Linked DNA regions of Gasterosteus aculeatus: region 2 is linked to region 1. The links are chromatin contacts, called in public Hi-C maps. All regions are on one chromosome and are shown on one strand. Each heading gives the region's core, a stretch centred on a gene start, on an enhancer-like site or on the middle of the called end of the contact. The rest is flanking DNA. Distances are from core to core; before and after follow the strand shown. Region 1 holds the start of LOC120809505 (malonyl-CoA decarboxylase, mitochondrial). Region 2 overlaps LOC120809042 (solute carrier family 66 member 2).

Region 1 (7,716 bases), core at 2,216-4,715:
AGGCCGCTTTCATTCACAGTGTGTTGAGGCGTACGGCCCTGTAGACGCTTGTAAGCGGTTAGGACGTTTTAACATCATGAGTGGTGCTATTTTTGAGCTTGCGACGGGTAGAGACGAGGCACCCCAATAAACAACTTGCCATTTCAAAGCAGGCCCGTCGTCCCGCGAAGGTCAGACTTCATTTAAAGCAAATCTCTTGCAAACACACAAACAAGCGGACGTGCCGCAGCCAAGCAAACACACTCAGGCACATAAATACAGCTTATATTGGCAGATTCCTTGCATCCCTTTAATAACAGCTTGTCAGTCATAACAATGGCTAATATAATCAAGCTCCATTACCGTCATGGTGTAAAAGCCACTGGCTGCGATCCTCTGCGAGCCACTATCAAAGTATTCCCCACATACACGCATTAAACACTGCATTATGCAGCTCTGTGGTTCACAGGTCTCCCGCTGGAAAACTGCAAGGAGCCAATCAAAAGTTTGAGACACATTGCTGCTTGTTGTGAATATGTGTGTATCGGAGTTCCTTTTTTACCTCACAAACTGCCAGAAGTGAAATAATCTATGAAAAACAGCCAGTAATCCCAGCGGCGCATTTCTGTGGGAAAACGCGGCGGATAAACAACCCACGAGAGTGCAGCCGCTGGCCAATTCTCTCCCACTCAGAAGAAAGGCCCGACCGAGATGTGTATTTCATTGACCTAGCGGAAGACGTAGTCTTCTGACGTGTACGGGTCTCGAATCAAAAAGCCTGAGGTTAGGACAGAAACGGAAAACCAAACAGAAGGGAAAAGACTGATCCTGCACTCCATTAGAAAGAGTCTGCGTTCTTTTGGCAGTGGGGCAGCAGAAATGCAGCGAGCCGCAGTTATAAGCCAAAGGGCTTACAGGTCAAACTCACAGCGCGCCAATACTTGTCCTCCAGTAGGCTGCGTGCCACTTGTCAGGCCAAAAAAAAAAAAAGAATAGCCTCACTTAAGCTGTGTGGAATCCAAAACGATGCACCGGACTTTTATTCACATCTTTCATCCGCTGTTTGTGGAAAGATGAACAAGTGACGGCTGGCCAATTGCCCGTCGTCGCACGTCCCGTCTTCAGGCAGGTCTAAGGAGCACTTTGCACCAATTGCTGATCAAATAAACAATTTTTAGCCAATCAGCATCCTTAAATAGACTCACCCAGGGGCAACGTTAGTTTGGGCCCAAGTATGCGCGTTCTGTTGTCAGGGACATTAATAAGAAAAGGTCTTTGAATTCAAATAATTATAAATAACCATGTTAAATGAAATTATATTTATATATAAGAAGAAACATCAGAAATATTTCAGAAATTATATAACCCCTCCGCCATGTTTTTGTGGCACTAGGATTATCCGATCCATTATGGACAGCAAGTGCTCTCCCCTGGAATGCACTTAGTATCAATACATGTACTAAAAGCTTTAGATTTACCACAACCTTTTTCTCCTCTTAGCCCAATCAATTCTGGCCATGAGAAGAAATGATTGCTGTGCACCCCTAAGACCAAGGTGGCCGGGCACTCAGTACACTGTAGGTAGCTTAGACCTTTTCAAAGCTACAAAAGGTCTCAGTAGGTCTCGTATATTAACATTAAATGCTTCTGAACCACAGCTCAGCGGGAAAATAAGTATTGAGTCGGAGACAAAGCCAGAAGTCCGTCGGCTATGGTGCAGGCAGGGTCTTTCAAAATAATATAAAGCTCTATGGTGAAGGCCAACAAAACATTCAAAAAATGTATCTCAAATGGGGAAGGGTTTTTTCACTTCAATCAGTAGCCAAAGACGGCCCCTCTCATGGTGATCACTGAGCTTGCTTTAAAAAGGACCCGGAGTATTCTCCAGCGGGGAATTAAGCTGCTAAATTGTGTTTTCCAATTACAAAACCAAAGCATCCTTCATGTAGGAAACTCAATATCACAGAAAAAAACAGGTAAAAATGAAGCCAGATTTTTCTTTGATTATAAAAAAAAACTAAAAACGTCCTAAATGTAAAAAGCAAAAAATAAGTAAATTACAGCAGGTCTTAGATGAGATTAACCCCTGGAGTTCATTTATATTCTCAAACAAAACTGCACCAAAGAGCACAGAGTTATGACAACAAGCCATGTGAAAAATATTCCACTCCAAGTCCAATGTGTGCATTAAACCTCCTACACAAGTTCTGAACTGAAAATAATGAGTGAAAATGAATGACTGAAGAAATGAGGGTAGCTTTGTGATATAATGGGTAAGAAATGGATGTGAACCATGGCTGCGTGATGCAATGAAACTGGTATAAGAGTATATATTTTTTTCCAACGAGCATTCCAGTAAGTGGATACAGTGCAAAATAAATAAAAGGAAGCCCTGCAATTTGGCTCTAAAGCTTCGTGTTGTCTATTTGTAAAAGCACCCAAATCAATGGAGGAAAAAAAAACACATTTTGCACCAAAAGTTCGATTAGGAGGGAAATCTGGAGCAAAGGTCGTTGCGACAAGTTGGGAGGAAACGTGAGCCACTTGATAAGAACAAGTGCGTCAGTGAGGCATGAGTTGTGTAAGCAGCTATACTCAGCTCGCTGTTAAATATAGCACAGATATCATCTTTTAAATAACTGGAACATTGAGGGTCAGCTGTTTTCAGGCTAGCCATGCCAAACCTCCAAACGCGAACGCCGCTGCTTTGGCACACGCGGGCATCCGTAGATATTGTAAACAAATCAATTACCCTTATTTGCGGGGTCTCGCTAGCTTTGGATGAGATCATTTCCAGCACATCAGCTCGGAGATCCACCAGAAACTTCACGCCACCTTCGACCCTGCTTATATGGTTGAGCAGCTGCTTATAACGGGGTGTCAGGCCATATCGCAGCCGGTCTTCCACTTGCAGAATGGTCGCCAAGTCTCGTAGCTGAGCGTCCAAAAGCCTCAAGGCGAGCTCGGAGATGCCTTTGTGGTCCACTCCGAAGTCGTGCGACAGCTTCGTCAAGAAGCCGAGTTTCTCCTCCTTTTCGAGACCCGCGTAGAAGTGCATGAACTCCAGGCTGTTGGATTCGGGGGGAGGCGGGTACTTGTCTCTCGTCTCGTACGTGGGCAAAGGTGCAACGACCCTGGCCAGTATGTCCTCCATGCCCGCGACACCGCCACGAATTGGGGTCGAGTACCGACAGACACCGTTGACGTCCGGGGCCTTCAGAGCCCCTCTGAGCACAGCCCGGTGTCGCCAGCACCGCACACCGCCTCGGAAAGCCCAGTTGGCGGGGAGGGATAGCATGATCAGCTACGTGCACCGGACACGCGACTCGCGATCACACGGCGGGGAACCGTTTCCGGGTCTCTTAAAGAGACAGTGCAGCATGTCGTGAACCCAAAGAAGGTTCATCGCAGCCAGTATAAAACATAAAAAGGCTCCCTCGTGTGAATGGAAATGACTGCATATCTGGGACATCGCATTTTGTAAAGCCTTAAAGTAGTTACTAATTTGCTGCATGACTTTTATCAATGTAACAAATTAAATATAAATATGTTTCGATGTTTTGTAGGTTTTTATACATCGTGTGCCTTCAGTAAATGAATGTATATTTAAAAAAAAAAACTCATACTAATAACAGTGTTGATGGTAAAAGACTATGTGTGTATGCAATATATTTAAAAATCACACCCAGACTCAGTACATCAATAAAATACTCCATAAATCATTGTTTGTTTTTCTGTTTATTTTGACGTGTTTTATTACAAGATCAGGAACCTCCAAATTACACAGCAAATGACAACTTGGTCATAATATTGAAATATAAATGACAGCCTTTTTGAAATACTTTTCCCACAAACCACAGCTGTTTAATCCGGTATGAAGAGTAACAATAAGAAGCGGATCGATAATGGAATGTTGCTGATTTCTTTCAAATTATTAGTAGCCGTTATGTGAGAGTCTGCTTCAAAGATGAATAAGACTTTACTTCTTGGAAAGAAAGGTCTATTCTTGAATCACGTAAGTAGCTTGTCAACAATGTCTTGTGAATTTCCAATCCAGTATTATGTTCTCATTGTCACGAGACTCCAAATCATATTTTGATATGGCAGCTGCCACAATTGAAACCCAGTAGGCCGTCTTCATTACTTCACTTTTGAACATAAAAGAGGGAAAATAAAACATGTAATAATTCAGGTCCTCTAATAACTGCCAGTGTGTTTCACTAGCTAATAGTGACTAGTTTACTATGTATTTGAATGAGAATAGAGTAAACGGTTGTTTAACCAGCAGCATGCAATAACTTATTTTACTTTTTTAAAGCTTTGCTACGTTAATGTAACCTTAGTTGTGATTAGGTTCAGCATCAGACTACCATTTAGGAAACTACCTAGTCACAGCCTTCTTCTCTGTTGGAATCCATCGTCCGGGTGAAAACATCAAGCATTTTATGTTTGAAAAAGGTTGATTGCTTCCTTTTTGACATACTTTGGGTATATTAACCACTTAATAATGTCATCCACTTAAGATTTTTTATAAGAATAAAGTATAAAGATATTAAAACTGTATTTGTTAGGTGCAGTGACCTATTTTGATATTTTGTTGTATTTCTTTTTTTTTGTCAAGTGAAGGAATATATAATAAATTATTTTCTTGCTAAATATATTTTATCCTCATAGATTAAGTCAAGAAGCTGAAATATTTTTTTATAATGACACATTTTGTAATAGTCTTATGCTGATTTTTCCCTCAGACAAGAACACAATTATGGTAGGAATAAAATTTTCCAAAGATAACAACAATTGCTAAATTGTTTCAGAATGATCCATTAAAGACCCATAGTAAGACAAAAAAAATACTGCGGAGAATACGAGAACAATTAGCTGTAGAATGTGCTACCGTAATGTAAACCTTATAACTGGAGTAAATAGGATTTAATCAGGAGCCAAACTAAGGTGACAAATGTCTTTGTCCCTTTTTATGTATATGATCTTTCTGCCACTTTATAAACAATAAAAGGACACTGTAAGGGAAAACAATCTATAGTATAAATTGTACCTCATCCATTCAAGACCATTCCAATTATTACTCTTATTAATCTTTTAAAACGTGACATTAATATGTAGGTAGGCCTAAAAACCATTATTACCTGACCAATCAAAAATGATTAATAGTTAATTTCAGCGTTAACTAACGCCAAAGGGGAAAACGGACTCCAACGACAGACATGAAAGAACGGGTCACAGAATACGACGTAACACCCCCGAAATCACGCTCATGTGTCAACTCCCGGAAGTCCCTCAGCCAATCAGGATGCAGCTGGTCACCGAGGCGCGCTCAATTCAACTCAGGAACTGCAAGCGAAAGGAATCCGGGTCACCCGAGGTTTCCACTGTGCGTCTCTGTGAAGGTTGAAGGGAACTGCCAAAGAAGTTTGTATTTTTACGATACATAACGTTAGCTCGTCTTTTCTTGGCATTACAAGTGGCGAGCCAACAACACAGCAAACTCCCGTGTTACTGCAACGTCCCGAACACGCGTTTAAGCCAATGGACCGCACCGTTAAAATGAACGCAATTAACGGCTCTGGTCGCGTTGGCTAACGTTCACGAGCTAGCTTAATTTAGCTTAACTTGGGGGGGGGGGGGACTTGTGGTTGGTTTTGCACTGTGAACTGAACTGTTTCACCCGTCGCGCTGAACCATTTCTCGCTGTGCCCCGCGGAGGGCCGTGCGAACGATGGCAAGAAAGAATGAGGCTAAAGAAAACGGGAAGGCCAGACTGAAAGCGAAGACGCCGAAGAAGCGCAGAGACTATGAAAACGATGGAGCCACGGGATATGCGACCTGGAACAGGTGTGTGTGTGTGTGTGTGTGTGTGTGTGTGTGGCAACTCAACTACTATACACACTGACACCTGATGTTACATAAAAGCAGAAGAAGACATTTTCACACATGTTGATTTTAATTTTAAAACGTGTTAATATAAATATGCTTTCAGATGATAATGAAGTGGGTGATTTCTTTACAGTATGTATTTATTTTATTGTTGTAAATTACTTTAAAAGTAATTTTAGAGTGTACCATGAAACCTTTTGTTGGATGACCAGCAAACTTCTATAAAGTCATTGAGAAACAACAACTTGAGCGAGTGGCTCAACTGAAATTATAATACTGATTTACTGCAGCTGACCTGTCTACAAACAGAAGAAGCCCTGCTGAAATAAAGATGCACCAGTTATTTAACGAGCTACAGTTTAGCCTGAACTTCATTGTAATCCCATCATAAGTCATATTTAAAATAACGGTTACCTTGCCATAGATGTTTAAGCAGCTCTCTTACAATACATGCCTATGACCCGACTCCAGCACAACGCTTCACATTCTTGCAATGGTGATAAATCGGGCAAGAAAGCGTGAGAGGCACGTGGCACGATGTGCTGGAGGATACACACATGAGTGTGTTATCAACAGAACGTTATGCCGGCCCGAGTTGCTGTGCAGGCCAGTGGCATTGAGAGCGTGCATGAAATTCATTTGAAGATGGAGTACAGTGGCCACTCCATCTTCATTTGAATATATTAATTTACCTTGATATCTGATGCGTTCATTACCATGCACATATGAGCAGACAAATGAATGTGGAGCGATCTGTCATTGGCTTGTGTAATTGATTGGAGCAGGGAGATGAATAGACACCTGAAAGCGCTACTGGCAGTGGAGCAGGCAGCTCTCTGTTACAGCTAGCCTCATGTCATTTCATGGCACACTGACTGAATTACTGATTAAGTTTCCACTGATCCTCATCAGCTACAAGACTCAGGGAGCACATTTTCCTCAGCGTGAAAGGGCCTCTTTCCATAAATGTTGCATTGCTGAAGTGTGATGTACGAAAATGGAATTTCTCAATTTAAAATAAAATTAATATGGCTGCCGAGTTTCATGTTAGACGTAGACCTGAAGGGTGAAAAGGTCAAATTCTAAACTAATACGGGGACTCTCAGAAACACTGCTTGTCTGATTGTGGTGGCATTTAATAATGTTGTCTTAGGAAAAAGATACTAACCAGATGAAGACATGAGTCCAACATCCAGCTGATATGCTTTCACCTTTCAAGCAGCAATCGGTAACTTTAATGAAAATATGCTAATGCTGACACTATCCTTATCGTAGTATATGAGAATGTCAAAACATGATTCTACCAAAATCTATGGCAATTTGGGGAATAAATAATATTTAAGAGAATGGATTACGTGCTCCAAATGACTGGGTATTAGACGTACGTGTGCTTTGAAAGGAGGAGTCTGCCCTATAATATGAATTGAATAGTATTCAGGATCAGGAATCGGGAAACATTTATTGCCAAAATATGTCATACATACAAGGAATTTGACTTGGCGGTTGGTGCGTGACAGTAGACAGTGTAACAATAGACAACAAGACAGCAGTGCACAAGTAATAAAATAAAATTCATTCAGTTAGTTGTCTTGTAAAAGGAATTCTACTGTTTTTACTTGTGAGGGAGCTGCTGAGCAACCCGAATCTCTGTTATAAAGACTTTGTATCCCTCTGGTTGAAATGCACTTATTGTGCTTTGGATAAAATGCCAGCTAATTGACATGTAATGATGCAACCTGAAGGAGTTTGAAAATCCGCCGCGTGGCAGCTGTTGATCTCAGTGGTTGCAAATCAAGCCGAACGTAATATGACAAAATGTGTGTCCGAGAATGGACATTGAGGCAA
Region 2 (7,716 bases), core at 2,460-4,959, 36 kb after region 1:
ACGTAACCTTTGCTCTCATGGTATATTTTGAAAACCTTTTTGCGCGCCATTTATTTCCTTCCTTTAACCAGCGGACAACAGCAGCTCTCACCACTTTGTGAGTCTCAAAGAGCCACAATTGCTCTAGAATATCCTGTGAGCGCCCAGCAGACCGTAAGCGGAGTAAGGGATTGGACGTCTGATCGCTGTGGTCGACCCAGCAGTCATCTTTAAAACCCTTTAGCACTCGAGTGGTGAAAGCAATTTCCATTCTCCTGATAACCTTTTCCTGGGGAGGTCAGGCATTGCGCGCGTGAGCAAAATAGTTACCGGGTGCGCGCTCGGTCTAATTATTGGCTAATTATTTTGTCCTTACTGTTGCAAAATTAGCCGTCATTTTTGCTTTTATTCCCCCAGGTTAGAACAAGCGATCGCATACACTATTTCCCCGGGAAACTAACGCTTAACAGGCTGCCATGCTGGTGAAAACTTTTTTGATTTGGAGTGTAAACAACCGAATCAACGGACAGATAATTGCAGCTTTGGGCTGTTTTGGGCAGCTTGAAGAGTAGGGAAAGCTCAGTAGCTGACTTACGCTGCTGTACAGTACTAGTGAGTTTTCACCTTGAGTCTTTTAAATGCAAGGTCTTCACATTTTCCCACATGGACCTGTGACATTTGACTGTGCGTGAAGACGAAACGCTCTGGTCTTTTGCACCCCGTGTTGCCTTTGTCTGTGCCTGAATGCTGCAGTGCAGAGCGTGATCACTCTGCCACTCCGCCTTATCTGCAACACAGCCAGCGCCACTGCAGCATGACAAATCAGGTGTAACCAGCACATAGACATACGCGCACACACAGACGGAACCCGCAAATATCATTTACATACCCTACAACAGTGGTCCCCAACCACCGGGCCGCGGACCGCTACCGGTCCGTGGGCCATTTGGTACCGGGCTGCACCACAGAAAGAATATATATATTTTTTCTTCCAAAAAATGTTTTATTTTGAAAATTGACCGGCTTTTATGTGCAATTATGTGCTCTGACATATTCCCCACGCGTCACCAGGCGTTTTTCTTCACGTTTACAAATGTCCTCTTACACGTGCACGGCAGTTTCGCCCACCAGCGAACACAGAGCGCGCGACTACTACACCCCCTCCCGTCGTTCGTTCCGCCCGCAACGACTACTACCCCCCCGTTATTCCGCCGGACCTTCTCGACCAGTCCGCGAAATATTTTCTGACATTAAAATGGTCCGTGAGGTACAAAAAGGTTGGGGACCACTGCCCTACAGCACACGGATAGGTCCTTACTGTCGACGTCAATAGTCTAATTGAACCCCCGATAACGATTTAATTAAGTCAAATGAAGTGAGGTAGGCGCCAGTTGCTTTATTAGCATTCAGGCGTTTTGATTTACTTGGCCAGAATGTGTGGGAATAATATAACATGCCTCAGAAGAGTATTTGTCAAGATGGTGCTTATGCTCTAATAGTTTTCACGGCGGCTTCCCCAGGAGACGCAATTTAAAAACACTGTTCTACAACCACCAAGTTTTGCAGCCATCTTTTGGATGTGGAGAGCAGTTTCTCACAGTCATTATTTTGGCCTGGTGTGTCTCTTCAGGGTTTGACACGCTTGGCAGTGGGACCGCTGGCGTGCTGGTGAGTGACACTCCTTTTTCTTTTTTTGAATGCACCGATTGTAGAACCTTCTATGGTAAATAAAGCTGATTTTATGAAGCCCTTCCGTGCCCACTGCAGACCACCCGTTCCCCCGTATTAGACCTCTTCTCAGGGCCGCGTGGGTCGGTTCAGACAGCCCTTGATGGAACCCTCTTCCCACTCATCCTTTAACCTTGTCAGTCTACATGCACAGTCAGTTTCATAGCGGCGCCTGTTTTACAGAAAATGATTTTGCCCTAATCAAAGATGAGGGTCTGCTCCGATACCTGGTGGTTATTTATGGATGTGGGTTAGTAATCCTGAACTTTGGTCCCGCCCGAACTGGTTGTGTCAGTCAGGAGGGTGCGCTGCCTCATTAGATTGGCACTAGAGAGACGATGTGACGGGAAGACGCCATCTATCACCGTCCATCTCCGCTGTACAACCCGACAGGTGCGTGTGTGGAAAGGCTGTGTGTACCCATCTGTCATTTACAGTAGGTCGCCTTAGCGCATGCTGCACAGCTGTTTTACTCTGTGTGTGTGTGTGTGTGTGTGTGTGTGTGTGTGTGTGTGTGTGTGTGTGTGTGTGTGTGTGTACCGGATTGTGTGAGTGTGTTTCTGTCATGTGTATAAAGACATCCATAAACCAGGTGGGCTAGATGCCCGATAACACGATGTCAATACCTTCTGAGTGCCCGTTAAGTCGATGAAAGGCACCCTGAGCGTGTTCTCCCTGGCGATGGGCTGTCTGTTTAGTCTGACAAGCCACAGCAACCACAAACCCGCCGGTCCAAACAATGACACCCCTCCCGCCCCATAATGCTGCTAAATGCCCAAAGCCCAAAATAGTATCATCAAACAGTTCAAATCCACCAAATATCACATTTCAAATGATGACAGCGCAAAAAGAGCGGTGTGAATCCTGTCACTTAATGATGCTATTTAGGGTTTAACTACATGATATTTAACGTCAAGTCAGTAACATAGTAAATAGATTGATAAGATAAAAGCAATAATAGATATCCTCATGTTTTATGTGGCAGCAAACACGAATGAGAACAGGTTTTACTGTTGTTTGGAATTAGCGATACTACAATAATATCGTAGCGTTGGATGAGGCTTTCACATGCTCCATGTGCTCACTGGCATGGCACCCTTTCAGGTGATGCGGGAGACTAGCTTGCTCTTGTGGTTTGCCTTGGCTGCTGGTGCATTTGGAATTGTGACAACGCTTCTCTCATGCGGAGGGTAAATGGAATCGCTGCTTCTCTGTGGTCCGGCTCGCTGTTTCCTCCCCTCTTTTCCCTCCACATTTGATGGCCTCTTTGCTCCAGCCAGCTGCCCTGTGCAGCGTGGAGACAGACTGCAGCCACGAACAGCTGCTTTACTAAAGCCGCACACCGAGAACCTCATTAAACACAAATTCCCAAAGTGCATGACCCCTATTGGGGAAAGTCATTCGCCTGTAGTTTCGTTATTGGGGCGCTGCAATACCACATGGGAAAGTCCTCCAGCGAACTAGACTCATGCGATACTTTGAGGGGTAATGCACATTAGTCCTTGACTGTCAAGGACTAATGTGCCTCGTAAACAGGTCCCTCAGAGGCTTGAGCTCATTATTCCCTCATTGTGTAAAACCCCGAATGAGACAGACTCCACTCTCGGGCGGCTTTCTGCTCTCTTTTTGTCGCACATTGTTCAACATTTACTCAAAGCAAATATGCAATAAAATAAACATCCAAAATCTTCATTTAAAATCTTCTTATTTCAGAGGCAAAAGATGTACATGATCTAAGGGGGGTGTTTTAAGTCTACCTCTGTCGTCATCAGACAGTCTCTGGCTATGATAATAAAACGGATGCTTTTATAGAAGTATTCTTGTCTGATCCATCTAGCAGAGGAACAGGACCTTGCAGCGCAGTGGGTAGAACTGGCTGTAGCAGGCGGGGGGGCGGCTTTCTAATTGGAGGTGAAGATGCGCCCCGGGCACCGCGCTGTCCATGAGACGCCAGACTTATGCAGACTTCTCTGACTCGTCTCCAACGCGTCCCTCTGTGCTTCCTGAGAACATCACTGCCTGCAGGACTCTCCTCAAACCCAAACACACACACACACACACACACACACACAAAGCAGGTTTTTCAACAAGCAACCAAGATAATAGGAGCCAAAAAAGAGACAAGCTCATGTGGGATATGATTAACCGTTTTTAATCATCACTGCTGTTGGACTAATCCTATGAGGCATTGTGGATACCCACAATAATTAAGTTACTTTAAGTTCTAAATTGTTATCTTTGCAAGCAATAAATCAGCAGCACATTGGCCATAATGTTATGAATCACTATCAGATGGTCTCTCCCTTCAGATTAGGGTAGAGCAATAATCAGTAACACAGATTTATTTGTGTTGGGAATTGTTTATTAATTTCTTTGAACAACTTGCAGCAGTCCACCCTGAGTTCCCAATTTAACCAAAGCTCTTCAGAGGATTGTGTTCCTGCCTCTGTTGACTAGGAGGAGTATCCGATGAACTCTCACAGGGGACAATCCCTGTTTGTCCCCCCAGAGGTTCCTGAGTACTGAAGCAGCAGAAACAGCTCTGCAGCGGACCGTCTCTTTCTCTTGTCCCTCCTAAACTTCGCTCATTCTCTCCCCAGCCTCATACATCTTTCTTCATTTCTACCCCGTGGTCTCGGACCCGCTGAAGCAACGAAGTGGACACTGACGCAACTTCGTAGCCGGCAGCATCATGTCGTGAAAACAATCACTGAAAGACTGGTCTGGAGAAAAAATGTAATTTGTGTTAAGACGTGTCTAGTCGTGTCTTGGGAAAAGTGGCGAAATATTGACCGTCATTATTTGATCATTCTGAGTTTTTTTTTATACATTTCTAACAGCGCCAGACAGGCCCGGCCCCTGTTGTTCAGGATATTCGTCACTGTGTGAAACATCAATCAGGGTCACACTGACATTTTTTGTTGGATTTGTGTCATTTTTGTGTAAAAGTGAGACAGTGGATGTGAGAGAAAGTTTGTCCTTGACAGAGTGAGAATGAAGGAATTGATCCGATGCACAAATGCAACGCGTCAAGCAACCCGTCTTTTACATGTGCGTAATTTGAAAAGGAGAAGTAACTTATTTGTAGAATATTGTGTTAGCCTTGGCTTCTCTGTCTCCACTGTGTAGAGAATGTAAATGCAATACTAGAAGACAAAGAAAGACAATTAATTTATTGTATTAAACGATAAATGTACATGGACATTGTCTCCATGTGGTGACCATACACACAAGCGGGTGAAGGAAAGTGCAGCTGCAGTTGTGAGGTCAATGGACCATATATCTAATCTTTTGATGAAGCTCCGCTGTAATTGCTCTGACTACGTGTTAGTGTAATTCTACCCTGAGGATGAAGTGTGTGTGTGTTTGTGTGTGTGTGTGTGTGTGTGTTCGTGTTCACATCCTATGAGAGACTACACCACAGTACCACAAAGCTTCTTCGTTCCGGACACACTCATCGCCCAGTGTTGAGCCCACATGGGACACTCGGTTGGTGAAATGGATCACGCCGCGTTACCCAACAAGCGTTGGGTAACGCGGCTGAATGGAGCAATTAGGTTGTATGATATGATAACGCAGCATGCTATCCAATGTCCTAATGCCTAAAAGTAGAAAATATGAGTCCTTTTTTCGTTGATCGTTCTGGAGTAGAGCTAGAACGATACAGGATGTGTCCCTGCGCACGTGGTGAGGCGGCGCATTGGGTCATGTAGTTGCAGCAATGAAAGTTGGCCTTTCCTGCTCACTTTCAGCTCGAGCTTCGGTGCTCTGATGTCTGGTATCAAACGTGCGTTCACAACACGAGTCTGTCAGCACGAGCTGCCGACACTGGTATGAAAGCGCTAATAAAAATGAGAGTCTGCCTGTCGACGTCTTTTAAGTCTCAGAACAGAATTATTAATAAATAAGAGGTAAAAATTGGTGGCACTGTGACTACGTGTCCTCTATGTCGTTGCTGACAGAGATTAAAGCTTTGGTGTTTGGTGTTAATAGATAACAGCTCGTAAACCAACAACCCTAATAGGAAAACATCTGCTCAATCATCACAACCTTTAAAAAACACATGAAGCGGGACGAGCCAGACTTAAATGTCAAACTTTGAATTCGGAGCAAGACGGGCAAGAAAACTTCATCGAGGCAACACGGAGGTTTTCACCTACAGACTCAACTCATTTGAGACTTTTAGCGGTGTAGCAAGATACAGAGTCTTATACGGCTCGCAATCAGGACAATCCATAGGACAACAACAACAAAGTACTTTGTTTACCTTTTGATTTTCTTTTCATGGAGCTTACAGAACAGGGAGGAGGGGCGGCGATGGACGAGTCGTGAGAGGGACGCACACAAACAGAGCTCCAGAGACAAGCAGAGAGCAGACGTCTTCTAGGGGTCAAAAGGGTCCCGCTGTGTTGTAAAGCGTCACAGGTCTGTGTGTCAATGTCTACTTGAGTAGATATAGTGGACACTTTATCATGTCAATTTGCCAAATCCAAAGAGAGAAATGTGGCAAGAGAGTGTGAAGTTTGAGGGGCTGTGAGAAATGGCATGGAGTCTCCATGGCAGCATGAAGCTCCAGCAGTTAATCTCAGTGTTCCTATTTGTTCCTTCTTAGGTTTCAGATCAGGTCTTCTTATCCTCCGGTCGGATCCACTTTGTCTGTCCAGATAGGATCTCTCTTGTGTTTTCTTTTATTTACGTAACTTGTGCACTTTGTGTGTGGGCGACTGGTGTCCAACCTTGAGTAGAGCGTGGGAGACAGAAATGAAGAGAGACGAAAGAAATCTGTAGTAGGGACATTTGCGGACGCAGAGCATGGAGATACCATTGGAATCAAGGTATTAATACGTTTTTAACATCAAAATGTCTTTCCGACATCAATATGCCATATTAATTAATAATAATAATAACAGCAACACGCAATAAACACTGTGCCACATCAACCATTTACTATATAACACATATTACTAATTATTAGGGCTGTCAATAGATTAAAAAGCGTGTATTTTAGACGTTGTAATGTCAATGTTATTATAACACAAAACTACACACATTTGATCATCTTGGAGGCAGAATTCCACCAGGTGGAACATGTTGAACTAGCGACTCTTCCTGTTGTCCTCGTGCACTTTGCTCTCAACTCTCCATCATTTAACGGCTGTGTTTGTGCCAACAATCTCCCCACATTTAGCCAGAACGTTTTCAAACCACGGTCTTTTAGGGACACAGTGGTGGTCCTCTGCAGACTGTGTGCCGCGCAGGGTAACGTTAGATGTTGAGATGGTAGTAGCAGAACAGCTAGCTTAGCCTAGCAGCTAGCTTAACATAGCAGTGCTTTAAGTGGTCGTTTGCCACCCACCTCCTTTCTGTTTGACACGTGGCGTAATTCCTCTGCACAGTTCTCCGCTGTATGTCGCAACATTGTTTGTTTTACTTCCAATGCAAAAAGCTCTCTCCATCTTGATGTAACTAACTGCAGTTTCGTTTCAACTTCCGGAAACTACGTTAAAATATTTTGTTGCATTAATCTAGGCCACATTAATCGCATAGATGAATGCATTAATGTTGACAGCCCTGCTATTTATCTATGTAATGTATCATAAAATGTTCTGCTGTTATACAGTTTATTAAGTCAGTTTCTCAAACAAATAAATACAACAACTCATTTTGTGAATTTTGAATTTGATTTTAAGTCAATAGAAAATAGAATCCAATCACATTGAATGATTGCATAGTCCTGGTGTGATTACACTACAATTCATATTATTTTGGATTATGGCTTAGCCTCATACCAGCCTCTGAAAGGACACAAGCAAACACATATAGACAGCTGGGCCTTGAACTCGACTTGATGGAGCTGTTTTTTGGGGCCGGCGGTGCATCCTGAAGGTTTACTGACTCCCTCATTTGTCGCAGAGCTGCAGACTCCTGCCAACGACTTTAAGGGACCCAAGTAGATGGAGGCGCCGGAGCGCGAATGAATGCAAGGTGGCGCTGGGTGTGTTTGACAGT

What was found. A called contact is a pair of places that touch in the nucleus more often than the background predicts.
Region 2: a contact with region 1 is called in a Hi-C map of tail fin, with 1.6 times the contacts expected there. The contact joins the enhancer-like site here to the promoter of LOC120809505 in region 1. A contact is called at or near these places in 2 of 6 Hi-C or Micro-C datasets (skeletal muscle and tail fin).

Annotation. Positions count from the first base shown.
Region 1 is chrX:6,749,918-6,757,633 of fGasAcu3.hap1.1, forward strand. It overlaps LOC120809505 (malonyl-CoA decarboxylase, mitochondrial), which reads right to left and starts at 3,466. Exons shown (of 5, transcript XM_040163353.2): 1 at 2,732-3,466. The coding sequence starts at 3,277. It overlaps LOC120809041 (DNA topoisomerase 1), which reads left to right and starts at 5,242. Exons shown (of 18, transcript XR_013451063.1): 1 at 5,242-5,829.
Region 2 is chrX:6,785,407-6,793,122 of fGasAcu3.hap1.1, forward strand. The region is part of intron 3 of LOC120809042 (solute carrier family 66 member 2); the gene reads left to right. Among protein-coding and RNA genes, the nearest start is that of LOC120809042, 10 kb to the left of the region's middle. Within about 2 kb of position 3,710, at least 1 of the 9 cell types and tissues checked has open chromatin away from gene starts, as enhancers often do.